Regions from separate parts of the Bos taurus genome. Here region 1 is linked to region 2. A link is a contact called in public Hi-C data. All regions are on one chromosome and are shown on one strand. Each heading gives the region's core, a stretch centred on a gene start, on an enhancer-like site or on the middle of the called end of the contact. The rest is flanking DNA. Distances are from core to core; before and after follow the strand shown.

What was found. Hi-C and Micro-C count contacts between places; a contact is called where the count stands out from the background.
Region 1: a Hi-C map of skeletal muscle shows a contact between it and region 2, with 8 times the contacts expected there. The contact joins two enhancer-like sites. A contact is called at or near these places in 4 of 11 Hi-C or Micro-C datasets (liver, skeletal muscle, skin fibroblasts and 1 more).

What each region holds. Positions count from the first base shown.
Region 1 is chr7:96,056,923-96,064,197 of ARS-UCD2.0, forward strand. All of the region lies in intron 2 of CAST (calpastatin), which reads left to right. Among named protein-coding and RNA genes, the nearest start is that of CAST, 25 kb to the left of the region's middle. Within about 2 kb of position 4,104, at least 16 of the 102 cell types and tissues checked have an H3K27ac peak or open chromatin away from gene starts, as enhancers often do.
Region 2 is chr7:95,982,718-95,989,610 of ARS-UCD2.0, forward strand. LOC104968993 (a long non-coding RNA gene) reads left to right here. Exons shown (of 6, transcript XR_009495407.1): 6 at 1-244. Among named protein-coding and RNA genes, the nearest start is that of CAST, 49 kb to the right of the region's middle. Within about 2 kb of position 1,749, at least 14 of the 102 cell types and tissues checked have an H3K27ac peak or open chromatin away from gene starts, as enhancers often do.

The sequences.
Region 1 (7,275 bases), core at 2,854-5,353, 77 kb after region 2:
TTGGGGTAACAGTTCTGTTCCCTTAAAATATTCTACCTGTTTCTCCATAGTTTTCTGACTTTTTGTGCTATAGAAAAGATGTCTGAGGGAGCCTAATTGTTATTTATTTTTAGAGAACTTGTTTTTCCTGCTTTGGTGTATTTGTGATTTCTTTTTCTTTTATTCTTACAATTTTAAAAATTGCCAGGATGTGCCTACATGTGTGTTTTTCTATTAATTTTTTCCTAGAGTGTCTATTATGTAGTTATCGGTCTTATTTCAGTTTCTTTTTAAACATACATATAGTTCTGAGATCAGACATTCATTAGGCACCTGCCTCAGTTTTCTCTTTGACCTTCACCTTTGTATTCTGCTAGAGTTTCTGAACTTTATCCCCCATATTTTTATTTCTGTCATTTAAATTCTGCTCCTTGAAACTTCCAATACAGGTTTAAATTTTGCCTTTTCCCCTGTTGCATTGTACCCCTCTCTAATCCAGTCTTCCTGCCCTCTCTCTCTGTTTCACTCTGTTATTTTCCCATCTCCATCTTCTCTGTGTCTGTGGCTCTCTACCTGGCTTTCACGGGGGCAATGCCATCTCGTTTCCTATTAAGGATGCAGACAGTCTTCTGAAATTTTCTTCTTGTAGTGTATCATTTTATGAGATTTACTGTCTCAGTCTTCAGGAAAACGGCATCTTTCTTGACTGTTTTCCTTCTTCTCACTTATCTGATTAAATGTCTTTTTTTGGAACTCAGGCAAGGCCTAGGAGGCCAAAGTTTTTCTGCAAACCAGAGGCAGTGGAGGATGTGGTGAGTGGGTGGGAGGTGGCCTTTCCCGGGAAGCCTCCACAGGGTCCTGCTCAGTTACTGTCAGGGTGGAGATTTTACCTCAGTTTTGGCAATTCCCTGACTTCCTTTGTTGTTGAGTCAAATTCCAGCCTCTTCTGTGAGAAGATGATTAGAAAACTGCTGTCGAGATTATTTTGTAGTAGCCATTCCCGGAGTGGTCTCCTAATGACTCTCTTTCACGTCTTGAATCCAGTCTCCCCTTTTCTAGCCTCCTTCGGGTATAACCTGTGAAGTAGGCCTTCACTGCGGACTCTGTTCTGTTTATTAACTGTGTGTAGCTCCTCATGAGTTTCACCAGAAGGGCTTGAGGTGTAGGGCTTCGGGAGCATTCCATGTCGCCTCTTTTCTGGAATTTCTCTGACTGGTTTCCGGTGCGTGGGCCTCGTTCTGTGCGTGTGTCGTCATGACGTGCTTTAGGTACTGCTTGCGTCTCAGCGCCTGATACTTGTGTACGCACGTAATAGAGTTTGTATTTTCTTATGTGGAGCCTGCCATATGGGTCTTCGCCAGCCATCTATGGATTTAAGGTCAAAACCTATGGTTAGAATACCAGCCATTATGTAGCCATTCAAACAGCCTGTTTATCGGAAGACATGTTTTCAGGTTGAATTCTGAGAAAAACACAGGGAGTTTCTCAAATTCAGGACAAAAATTCTTTGCCGTCTTGAGACCACTGTAAGAGCATCTTCTTTCTCATGTGCCGTGGGAGCGCTGAAAAGCTCCCCAGTTAGCCCGCCCCCAGTCCACAGTGCCTAAAGAGGCAGCACGCTGTAGTTGCTGAGAGCAGGCCCTGGAGTCCCAGTGTGTGGACTTGTCCCCAGCTCTGCAACCTCCTAGCTGGGTGTTCTTAGGCAGATTCCTTTGCCTCCCTAAGGGTACCTTTCTCATGTGTCCATGGAGACAGCGATAGGTTCTACATGAGTTAATGTGAAGATCAATGAGACCAAGCAAATGAAGTGTCTAGAACAGTGCCTGGGACATGCGACGGTGTTAGCTGCTATCATGGTTATTATTATTACTACTGTTATTACTTTTACTAGCCAATGAGGAGAACTTGTTTGGCAATAAAGGTAAGCCCCTTATAGCTTTAGAGCCAGGACTCAAATTCTTTTGTTGACTATATATTGCCAAGCCTTTCCCATTAAAAAAGGAAGGAAGTTTGGTAGTTCATTAAGCTTAGTAGTCTTTCTTTGTTTCAAAACAACTCTGTTAACACCCAAAAATATATGCCAGTTGCTAGAAAATACAGTCCCTCTGTAACCAAGAACATGAAAATAATTTGCTGTTAAATTAAGAATCTGTGATATACAAAATGTTATCTAAGTAGTAGTGAGTGACTAATAAAAATAGTTATTATTGCACTTCAGAGTAATGAGCCTAACTGCGTAAGATCTTAGGTCCTACCAAAATTGTCTCTGAAGACTATACCTTATAGCATAGGGAATTAGAATAAAAGTTAAAAAAAAAATCAAAGGAATTGAATAGAAGTTACATTTCTTGGCTTTAGAATAGATCTTAAGTCCTGGAAACCCGAGGGACAAATCAATTAAATATTAATCCTGAAATACACTGTTTTAACATTTATATTTTTTTCAGTCTTCTCTCTAGACTTTATTAGCTTCTAAAAGATAATGGAATGACTGATTCAGAAGGGAGGATGACCTAAAATTGTGCCCACAGCAAGAAACCTTTATCATTTAAGGACTGAATATGTATGATTCTTGTCATAAAGTCAGTAATATTTTATCATATACCAATGTACATAATAACTTGTTAAGACCTTCCAAAAACAGTTCACTTGTGAAGTCAAAATCTCTTAGCAAGTTGACATCATAAATTAGTCTTTTATATTTCAATCCACATTATTACAGAACCCTTAGTAAATGTATAGAGCGCTGTTCATTTCAGTTCAGTTCAGTTGCTCAGTCGTGTCCAACTCTTTGTGACCCCATGGACTGCAGCACGCCAGGCCTCCCTGTCCATCACCAACTCCCAGAGTTTACCCAAACTCATGTCCATTGAGTCAGTGATGCCATCCAACCAGCTCATCCTCTGTCATCCCCTTCTCCTCCCACCTTCAATCTTTCCCAGCATCAGGGCCTTTTCAAATGAGTCAGCTCTTCACATCAGGTGGCCAAAGTATTGGAGTTTCAGCTTCAGCATCAGTCGTTCCAATGAACACTCAGGACTGATTTCCTTTAGGATGGACTGGTTGGATCTCCTTGCAGCCTAAGGGACCCTCAAGAGTCTTCTCCAACACCGCAGTTCAAAAGCATCAATTTGTTAGTATCATAAAAATTTATTTTAAACTTTGTTCCTCATCTCCTAGGACATTACATGAGATTATGCAATATTTCTCAAGTTTAAGCATGCCTATGAATCACCTGGACATAGTATGAAAAATTCAGACTCCTGGGCCCAGATCAGGGTGAGATCAGGCTTTCGGTATTTTTCCCAGTCACTCAGGTGACTCTTCTGACGGTGGTCTTCTGAGCACTTTTCGAGTAACACAGATAATTCTTACAGATCTCATAATGCAGTTCCTGGAAAATATGAGCTTTTCTTCCTTTTTTTCCTTTCTCATTTCCTTTTCTTTTTGAAATGCCTGCCCACCCCACCCCATCCCTCAGCCGTCTCCTGTCTCCATGTCCTGGGGACAGCGTGGCTCTGAAGCACATTGAGGGCACTGTGGTTTCAAGGAGTCATTGGACCAGATGGGGAGGCTTTGGTTGCAAGGGAGAAATGCAGAAATGCAAACCCTATTTCTTCCTACTTCTCCTAGGACCTCGTTCCTTAACTCTTCCCTCATTCCTTTTGTTATTGTTGTTTTTGAGTCACTAAGTCGCATCCCATTCTTTTTTTTTTCTTTTTACTCCTTATTTAATGACTCCTCTTTAGACGACATTTTAGTTTAGTCTTCCTCATCATGAACTATTTTAAAATATTTCGTTTGAAGCTGCTCAAGCTTCCATTCCATCTTCCTTTTTAACCCTCACTGCCAAAATTCTTGGTTGAAATTATTGAAGAAGCGAGTAGGGAGAAAGAAGAGAGAAACCAAAAGCAAATGTTAATAAATGGCTGCCTGAAGTAGGTAGGAAGGAGACACCAGTGAACGAGTCAAAGAAGCAGAAACAAAAGGGGTGGGGGAGCCTGGATGTTGCCGGGTCATGGGTCGGAAGGCTGGAAGGAGCACCTAGGCTGAGGATAGACCCGGGACTGGGAGCTGAGGGAGCTTTCTTGTTTGGAGACTGGGATATCGTCGGTTCACTTGAGAGCTGTTTCTGTTACGAGCCAGAGGCTGCTGAGTCAGTGGAGATTCGGCACCGATGACTCTTTTCCTCCAGTGTACGTGCATTTATAGTGAGCATCAGATAAAACAAAAGAAAAGAAAAAGTTTAAATCAGTGTTTATTTACACAGAAAGAGATAAGTGTTGCCATGTGTCACATGGTACAGATTTCTTGGATTGCTTGCCAGGTGTTTATAGGTAAATGGATTCATTTATCAATTGACCAATATCAAATAAGAAAGACATTATTTGGGAAGAGCTCAGGAATGAATTCTACACATATGTTTATCTTAATCATTAGGACTGTGGGCTTCGTGGTTGGTTTTTCACGTTAAGGTGGGCACCCCTGTTCTCTTTCTTTTTCAAATCAAGTCTCTGATTCCTAAGCGATCTAATTTGAGCTCAAAGTACGTAATGTTTGGACTTCAGCACCTTCCAGAAATATATCACTCTGAAGTCTGCAAAGTACAGTTTCAAAGAAAACACTTTTTTTACAGGAAACAGAGAGCTAAAGTGATCTCATGTTCACATTCCAATTTTGGTTTCACTTAGTGCTTGGGATAAAAATTACTTCTCTGAATGCAATATTGTTACTTTTTTTTTTCCTGCTTACCTTCTTAAAACACTGAGTTTACTCAGTCAAGTCTGAAACCATGCATCTCTTTCCCAGAAAAATGAAAGCTGACAAGAAAGTTGAATGACTAATTTTTAAAATATTGCATTTAAAAAATAATGAGGGTTCCTTGTACCAGCTATATGATGAGAGATTGCTGAACTATTTGTTAGATAGGATCTGGTGATACCTGCCTAACTTTAAAAATAGGATTCAGGGGACACCCAGTGGTTAAAAGGAGGAAATTCCTCCTGAGGTGCAGTGTTCAGTTAGAATAAGTATTTCTTGTCTCAGCAGTCAAAATGTTGATACATTGCTGATTTTGTCTTTCTGAATAAGCATATGTTAGCTGTATGTGTGTGCTTTAAGAAGAAAGGGACTTGGTTTTGACATTTATATGAATTTTCTTCAAGTATTTGAAAACTTACAAATTATAAGGTTAGAAATGTTAGAAATGTGATTAAACTTTTCTTTTAATGAAGACACAATAATATTAATAAATGAGAAATAAGCAACCCAGAGTCATAAATAAGAAAAACAATTAAAATTTTTTGACCCAGAAATTCCAGTTCTAGAAATTTTTTTCAAATACATAATCAGAGGTGTACTTGATGCCTGTGTACAAAGTATTCACCATAGCTTTATTTACAGTGATAACAAACTAGAGAAACAAACATACAGCTTTAATGAACTGGTGACGTTAACAGCACAAAAATAGTGAGTAAGGTATCTTTAACACCATGCTTTCAAGAACATTTAACAATGGAGGAAAATGTTTATGATAGGTAAAAAACGATGATAAAAGACCAGTAATTCCATGTATTTAACAAATTGTGTATATTTTGATTTGCATAAAAATAGAAAAATAACTGAATGTGGTTGTCTTGATTGGCAAGATTTCGAGTAATTTGTATTCTCTTCTTTATACTTTTCTCTTTATTCTAAACTTTTTTTTTTCATTAGAGGGAGAAGAATAATAAACAGCATAGATAATAAAAGGATAATGGAAGAAAATGTTGTAACAATGATCAAAGCTAAATCTGTGAATCTATCTGCTTAGACCTTAAAGGGAGAAATGTTTTATGTGCCTTTTTCCTTTGGAACCTTCAAGAGATGTTTCCAGAGTAAAGCTGCTGCTGCCACCCTTTGTGTGTGTGTGTGTGTGAGTGTGTGTGTGTGTGTGTGTGTGTGTGTGTGTGTGAGTGTGTGTGTACACACATGTGTTTGGCTAGAAGGGCACTTATTATATACGGACAGAGAATCAGGATTTAAGCACTAAGGCTGCATGGAGAGCGAGGATTGTTAATTATTTTTAGTTTATGTTCCTTTTGAAATCCAATGAAAACTGATTGTTTTCTCTGAAAATGACACATGTATATGAATAAAAGAATTTTTTAAAAAGTGACATACAACTTACATAGGTTCAGAGATACACACCATCCCTACCTGGGACAGGGGGAGGAATCTTATTGAGTAGCTATGTTTAGGAGTTATCATCTAATATTTTCCCAGTTGGATTAGTGTTGATGTCTGAAATTCCACCAGTAGCAACTTCCTTAACCTCTGAAGTAAGGATTGCCTTCCTGTGCATCCTCTTTTAAATTGTAGATATTTGTAGGAAGGATAATATATTAATTATTAACATCTCGGTGAGAAGTAGTTTAATAAGAGAGAAAGCAAATTATGTAAACACTATCTTTATAGATTTGATAAAGGTAGTAAAGAACTAGTGATCATTTGATATTGAACATATGTAGGGGTTACACACACACACCTTACAACAACCCCCATTCTCCTAATGAGAAAATCGAGGCACAACTTGATTAAATAACCTGTCCAAGGTCACACAGTTATATAATAGTGGACCCCAGGATGGAACTCATTTTCCAGAGTCTATACTCTTAACTCGGAGAAGGCAATGGCACCCCACTCCAGTACTCTTGCCTGGAAAATCCCATGGACGGAGGAGCCTGGTGGGCTGCAGTCCATGGGGTCGCTGAGGGTCGGACACAACTGAGCGACTTCACTTTCACTTTTCATTTCATGCATTGGAGAAGGAAATGGCAACCCACTCCAGTGTTCTTGCCTGGAGAATCCCAGGGATGGGGGGGCATGGTGGGCTGCCGTCTATGGGGTCGCACAGAGTCGGACACGACTGAAGCGACTTAGCAGCAGCAGCATACTCTTAACTAGTATCCAAAACTGTTTATAAAGTTATCTATTTAAAAAAGTCTACCTAATGCCAACTCCATAGACTTTCTTAAGGCTGTTGTCAGTTTTTGTAACTCACTTCTCTGACTCTTCATTGCCGTCTTTCTTCCTCATGCCCTCTTTTTACTCAAAAGATCTTTAAGCCAGGTTAAATCATTCCATTCCCTTGGCTCTAAAATGTAAGGGAGTGTAAGGACAGCTGCGCCCTCCTGGTGGACAGGAAGTGGGGCCCCAGGGAAACTGAGTCCCAGCACAAGTGGAGTGGGAGAAGAAAGCATCCTCCCAACCCCCTGTCAGTGCGGCCACCTCGGATAGAGAGACCTGAGCTAGACC
Region 2 (6,893 bases), core at 499-2,998:
GGCCTGGAGAATTCCGTGGACGAATCGGACCCATGGGGTCGCAAAGAGTTGGACATGACTGAGCGACTTTCACTTCACTCACACTTTAAATGTTCACAATGTTATGAGTTAGATATTTTCTTGTCTATTTTATAACTAAGGAAAGTAAGGTTCAAAAAGATTCAATAACTTATCACACATCATTGGTGGCAAGTGACAGGGATGGGATGCAAAGTAAGTGCTGTCTGACTCCCCAGTCCAGGGCTCTTCGTCTCCAGTCCATACTGGCTTGTGATGAGTTTCTTCAGTGACAGCATTTTCAAATTAAACAACTTTGTGTTTAAAAGTGTAAAGTAATAAGAAGAAGAACAAGAATAAACATCTATCTCTCTGGGGAAAACATCAAGAATAGTACTTCTTGCTGCTACTAAGTCGCTTCAGTTCTGTCCGACTCTGTGTGACCCCATAGACAGCAGCCCACCAGGCTTCCCCATCCCTGGGATTCTCCAGGCAAGAACACTGGAGTGGGTTGCCATTGCCTTCTCCAATGCATGACAGTGAAAAGTGAAAAGGAAGTCGCTCAGTCGTGTCCGACCCTCAGCGACACCATGGACTGCAGCCTTCCAGGCTCCTCCATCCATGGGATTTTCCAGGCAAGAGTACTGGAGTGGGGTGCCATTGCCTTCTCCGATAGTACTTCTTAAACTTTAATATTTATATAAATGACCTGGAGATCCTGTTAAGTGTTCCTCTTGATCTAGTAAGTCTAGAGTCTGAGATTCTTCTTTTCCAAGGAGCTCTTTTATGTAAGTATAACAGAAATGTTATACTTGTTTTCATAATTACCAGTTTTTTGTTAGGTTTAATGCTAGGCTCCTTAACATCTTTTATTATCCCTGCTCATGTTATCTGTGTTTTCTGTTTAAATCCTCATTAATGCTGTGAATTAGACATTTATAACTAAGGAAACTAAGCTTGAAAAGATTAAGTTACTCTCCAGTTGTCATAGGTAGTAAGTAAATGACCAGGTAATGCCCATACTGCTGGTCCAAGGAGCTCACTTGGAGAACCATGACTCTATAGTTTTCCTCTAGAAAGTGACCCTTTAATTAACAATGATTAAAGGAGAGAACTCCACCAGATGGCAGCAGAAGCTCGTACAGTCCAACCTGGACTGTTGGACTGTAAAGAAAGCTGAGCTCCAAAGCGTTGATGCTTTTGAACTGTGGTGTTGGAGAAGACTCTTGAGAGTCCCTTGGACTGCAAGGAGATCCAGCCAGTCCATCCTAAGGGAGATCAGTCCTGAATATTAATTGGAAGGACTGATGCTGAGGCTGAAACTCCAATACTTCGGCCACCTGATGCAAAGAGCTGACTCATTTGAAAAGACCCTGATGCTGGGAAAGATTGAAGGCAGGAGGAGAAGGGGAAGACAGAGGATGAGATGGTTGGATGGCATCACTGACTCAATGGACATGGGTTTGAGTAAACTCCAGGAGTTGGTGATGGACAGGGAGGCCTGGCACGCTGCGGTTCATGGGGTCGCAAAGAGTCAGGCACCACTGAGCGACTGAACTGACTTACTGGACTGACTCCACTTTTCTGCTGATTGTTCCTGGTGGATGTCTGACTTAGATTACTTCAAAGAGAGGAATCTTGTTCTCTTCCCCCTGCGTTTCTGTGATCCCCTCCCTACCACAGGGCTTAACTGTGGACGACGGGTTTTCAGCAGGAGCATCCAGCTGGGCACAGGGTATTGTGCCCACAGCTCCTCTCAGAAAGCTTATTTCAAGAGGCTTGTAAATGAGAGTGAAAAATTGTTTCCTACCCTTTGCTGTTTCATCATAGTAAGGTCAATTTAGGCACTTAACCAAGAATGGGAGGCATGATTTGAAATGTTTGGCAGGATATGAGAGGAGGAAATGATTCATTCATTATGGGACAGGGCGGGGGGCGGGGAGGGAAAACTGTTCAGGCAGATAAACCTGCAGCAGAGTCCAAAGATTTAGGGAGAATTCAAGGAATATGTGGGCAGACCAGTCGCTTCAGGCAGGAGCCCAGACCCAGCTTTGCTGAGGGTCCTCAGACCGTCCCTCTTACTCAGCTCTTCTTCTTGTTTTTTTTTTTAAATTCTTCTGAACCTGACTTCCCTGGTGGTTCAGATGGTAAAGCATCTGCCTACAATGCAGGAGACCCAGGTTCGGTCCCTGGGTCAGGAAGATCCTTGGAGAAGGAAATGGCAACCCACTCCAGTATTCTTGCCTGGAGAATCCCATGGATGGAGAAACCTGGTGGGCTACAGTCCACAGGGGTTGCAAAGAGTCGGACACGACTGAGCAACTTCACTCTCACTTTCTGAACCTGAAGAAGATTAATTATGGAAAGGAATTCTCATGTTCCCATCCTGAGCTTGGGAAGGTGAAAACAGAATGACAGACTCCTGACTTTGACTCACAAGCCTGAGCCTGGGCCCTGGGGAGGCCCCAGGGTGCCCTGAGAAGGCTCCAGCATGGGGAGGTGTTGGTCAGTCGCTGGGGAAGGCCCACCTCCTTGTGGCCCTCATTCCGCAGTAATCATCTCTCCCACTGGTGTAGTCAGCACACATGTCTCCGAGCTCTCTGCCCGCATCTCTCAGATGGCTTCATCAGGGGGCACATGAGCTCATGGAGAATGAAGCAAACCAAAGAGGGTTGTTGGAGGCTCTGCTTGGCTGAGACCAGCACTGAAGGAGAATATAACCTAGTCCGCTGCTCTGGAAACCAGGCAGGCCAGAGAGCCTAAGAGGGCTGGCCAGGGGATCGTGGTGATGAGGCTCTCACTGGCCCTTTTAGTTAAGGACCACTGCTTCAAGCCTTTGCTGGGAAGGAGGGCTCAGGGGACAGGTTCCATGCCAGTGAGGCCCAGAAAGCTGAAGTTCAGCGAGGTCAGGGCCACTGCTCCAAATCCTATGGCTGCAAAGTGTAGACTGAGCTATGAACGCAAGACTCCAATGTGTGAGCTCTCAGACGCTGGGCTACAGCCCCCAATAGTTGTTTTATTGAATTCATTTATTTTGCAAAACACACACACAGAACACCAGAAATAAAAAACCAATCATCTAGAGACAGGTGAGTGGCAACAAGACTTAGAAGATCTTAGACAATCAGCTCTGAGCCCCACAGCTTTCCTCTGGGTCTGAAGATTCTGCCTCTGTCCCCATGAGGCGTGGTGCCCTGGGCTCTGGAACTTTCAGCCACATTTCCCTGCTGTGGCTTTGACCACACCTTCCTTATGGCTCTCCACCTTCTTCCTTTGATATATGTCAAGGCCATAGCCTGAATCATAGGTTAATATCCTGGGATTAGTTGCTACTGTGAATCATTTCAGAAAACAAAGACATCTTTTGTTAAAAAAAAAAAAAAAATTCTTCTCAGTTAATTCTTGTTATCTCACCAGTGGTTCTCAACTCTGTTCTGGTCACAGATTCTCCTGAGAATGTAGTGAAAAGCTACAGACCTGCTACCCTATAAAACACACACACACACACACACACACACCCACACACACACACACACACACGGACACACAACTTCAGGAAGGCTCATATACCCTCTGAATTCTATCCCGAAACCTCAAGCTGGGAACCCCTGCCTTAGATGGCCATTATTTGGTGTATTTAAATTGAGGCACACTCACAAAATGCCATTGGCACCCTTCAGTAAGGAATAAGAGAGAATAGGAAGGGACAGAATTTGGAGGTTATCTTGAATCATACATTTTACATCTTTAGGTGAGCATAAATAATAGTGCTTTAAAAGCTCTAGAAGAAGCATTTTCATAGGAAAATGTTAAAGGTAATTTATTGTTCGCAGTGGTTGCATCAGGTGAAAAATGAGGGAGCAGGATTTGAAGGACACTTCACAGTGGGGCAAGGACCCGGGCTCTGCCCCACAGAGTACATGGACCTGCTCCCTGGATAGGACTGGGCTCTCCCTTGCTGTTAGCTGCTGGGTGTGTGGAGCTGGGGGGTCCTATCTTGGGTTGGGGGAACAGACCAGGGGAGACTTTAGTTCCATCACACAGTACTGCTAAGGCTACTCAAGTCCACCTCTCAAGAGGGGAGCAGACTCCCAAGTCCAAGGTAAAGTTGAGCACCTTAGGAGGCTAGAGCCAGCCCTTGAGGAGCTCTGTCTGGGCTCTGTGCTCCTTGGGGTTTAAAGATGCTATGACAGGGCTTTGCCATCACTCTTCCATCTTGGTTTGCCTGATGCTCTCCTGAAAGTCTTGCATCTCAGGAAACCCTAGTCTTGGGCAAACTGAGATAGTTGGTCACCCAACTTGAGCCCTGGATAGTGACCTTCAGTAAGATCTTTAATCTCTCTGAATGTCAGCTTGCACATCGATAAACTAAGGCTATCAAACCTGTGTTTCAGAGTTTATGAAGATTAGATTGGTGGTAACACATGTCCAGGGCTTTCCAGGTGGCTCAGAGGTAAAGAATCCACCTACCAATGCAGGAGACGCAGGTTTGATTCCTATATCGGGAAAATGCCCTGGAGGAGGGCATGGCAACCCACTCCAGTATTCTTGCCCAGAGAATCCCATGGAAGGAGGAGCCTGACAGGCTACAGTTCATAGGATCACAAACAGATATGACTGAGCACACGCGCACAAATGCATGTACAGGTCTTTCTCAATTTACAATGGGCTTCCTCCTTGCTCCAGTATTGTCCAGCCTGGAGAATTCCATGGACTATATAGTCCATGGGGTCGCAAAGAGTCAGACACGATTGAGTGACTTTCACTTTTTATCCCAATAAATCCATCATAAGTTGAAAGTATCGTAAGTAGAAAATGCATTTAATACCCCTAACCTACTAAACAGTATTCTTAGCCAAAGACCCTGATGCTGGGAAAGATTGAAGGTGGGAGGAAAAAGGGACAACAAAGAATGAGATGGTTGGATGGCATCACCAACTCGATGGACATGAGTTTGAGCAAGCTCCAGGAGTTGGTGATGGACAGGGAAGCCTGGCATGCTACAGTCCATGGGGTCACAAAGTGTCAGACATGACTGAGCAACTGAACTGAACTGAGGGCTACTAGAATACCTACGTTTCCCTCCTCAAGTCTCCCAGGGCCTCTCGGGCAGGTAATGAAGCCCAGCATCCATCTGGAGTCAGGAGTACAAGCCTAAGGTTAAAATGTGATAGTGGCTAAGTCAACCATTAACTCCCTTTCTAAACTCTTTTCTCTTCCTTCTTAGAACTCTTAAAATTTCCCACAGGAACCTCAGATTCTCTGCCTTTCCCTTCAAAAATTTGCCCTCAGGAAAGGAGTTGCTAGCAGACATCTGTACTTTAAGTGATTTAAAAGAAACTCCTAAAAGGGTTGGCATTTTAAATGTCTTGTAACATACAAGGCCTTGTCTCCCTGTAAAGGAAATTCCAAGGCTTCCCTGATGGCTCAACGGGTAAAGAATCCACCTGCAGTGCAGGAGACACAGGTTTGATCCCTGGGTTGGGAGGATCCCTTGGAGAGGGAAATGGCAACCGACTCCAATATTCTTGCCTGGAGAATTCAGTGGACAGAGGAGCCCAGCAGGCTACAGTCTGTGGGGTCACAGAGTCACACACATACAAAAGAAATTCCCACACTGGAAAGTTTGACTCTTTGATGGCTGTATGCATTCCATGAAGTTCAGCTGCTCTTAGGAGCAAGCAGTTAAGATTGCAGCAGTTAAGCAAGGTGGAGATTCATTTCCGCTCCTTCCTGAAAGGCCAGGGCTGGCAGTTCTACAGCTGTCATAGACCAAAGCATTGTCAGTCTTTCTTTCCCTCCTGCTCAGAGCTGGTTTTCATCCTAAAGGTTACTTCCTAGTCCCCATACCTGCTGGAGCTCCATTGTTACAGGCCATTTAAGGCATAAGAAAGAGGAAAGGTCAAGGGCTCAGAGTCAGACTGCTGAGTCAGTCCCATTTGAGCAGCCTTCCCAGAAGTCCAGGCGACACTTATGTTCACATCTCATTGGCCGGAGTTTAATTACATGATTACCACCAGTTGCAAAAGATATTGGGAAATAGACTTCTTTCTGGGTAGATTTCAGCCTTACCTAAAATCAGGACTCGCATACTAAGAAAGGGGAGCATGCACTTAGAAAATGTACCAAACGGAGAACCTACTCTTAGTGAAAGCTTTTGTAGTTTTCCTTGGGGGCAGGTTGACTAGAATCACTGTAGCTTCAGGTTTCTCTATCTCCTTGTTCTGGTGACCAGCCCAAATTTAATCACCCTACAATGATCAATAAAAGAAAGAATGAAGGAATTAAGCTATTGCAAGACTTTACTTCAGTCACTAATCATTGGGTCAGATTTCCAAAGGATGTTTGGTCTCGGGACTTAAAAAACCTACAGTATAGACTTTTCATTTACCTGGGGTTTTAAGGATTATTGTGTTCTCTTAGGTTCCATATATAGCTTCCTGATTGTTCCTCATCTCTGAAATGAAATTAAATTCTGAAAGCAGCCAGGAACTCTTAAGAACAGAGGCTATTTCTTCTCTAACATCTATTGATCGTGACTCACATAGGAAATATAAAATGACCAATGAGCCTTCAGCCCATGACTTAGAATTGGTAATATAGTGGTGGCTGATTGCTGTGGAGAAATAAATCTTATGAGACAATTTCTAGCTTGTCCAAGAAGGAGTAAATCATTTGAGCTCAGTTGCTATGTGCAAGCTGGAGCTAACATTACCAAAGACGTCAGCCGGGTGCAATGCACATAGTATTGGGTCTGATGCTAAAGAAATTCTTCTGATTCTTTTTCTATGGACACATGGTTCTCTCTAACATTAAGGGTTAATCTCAGAAGTAAAGGCAATGAACTAAATCAACCTTTGAGGTAAAAATAGTAGTAAGTAAGTGCTAGAGTTGGC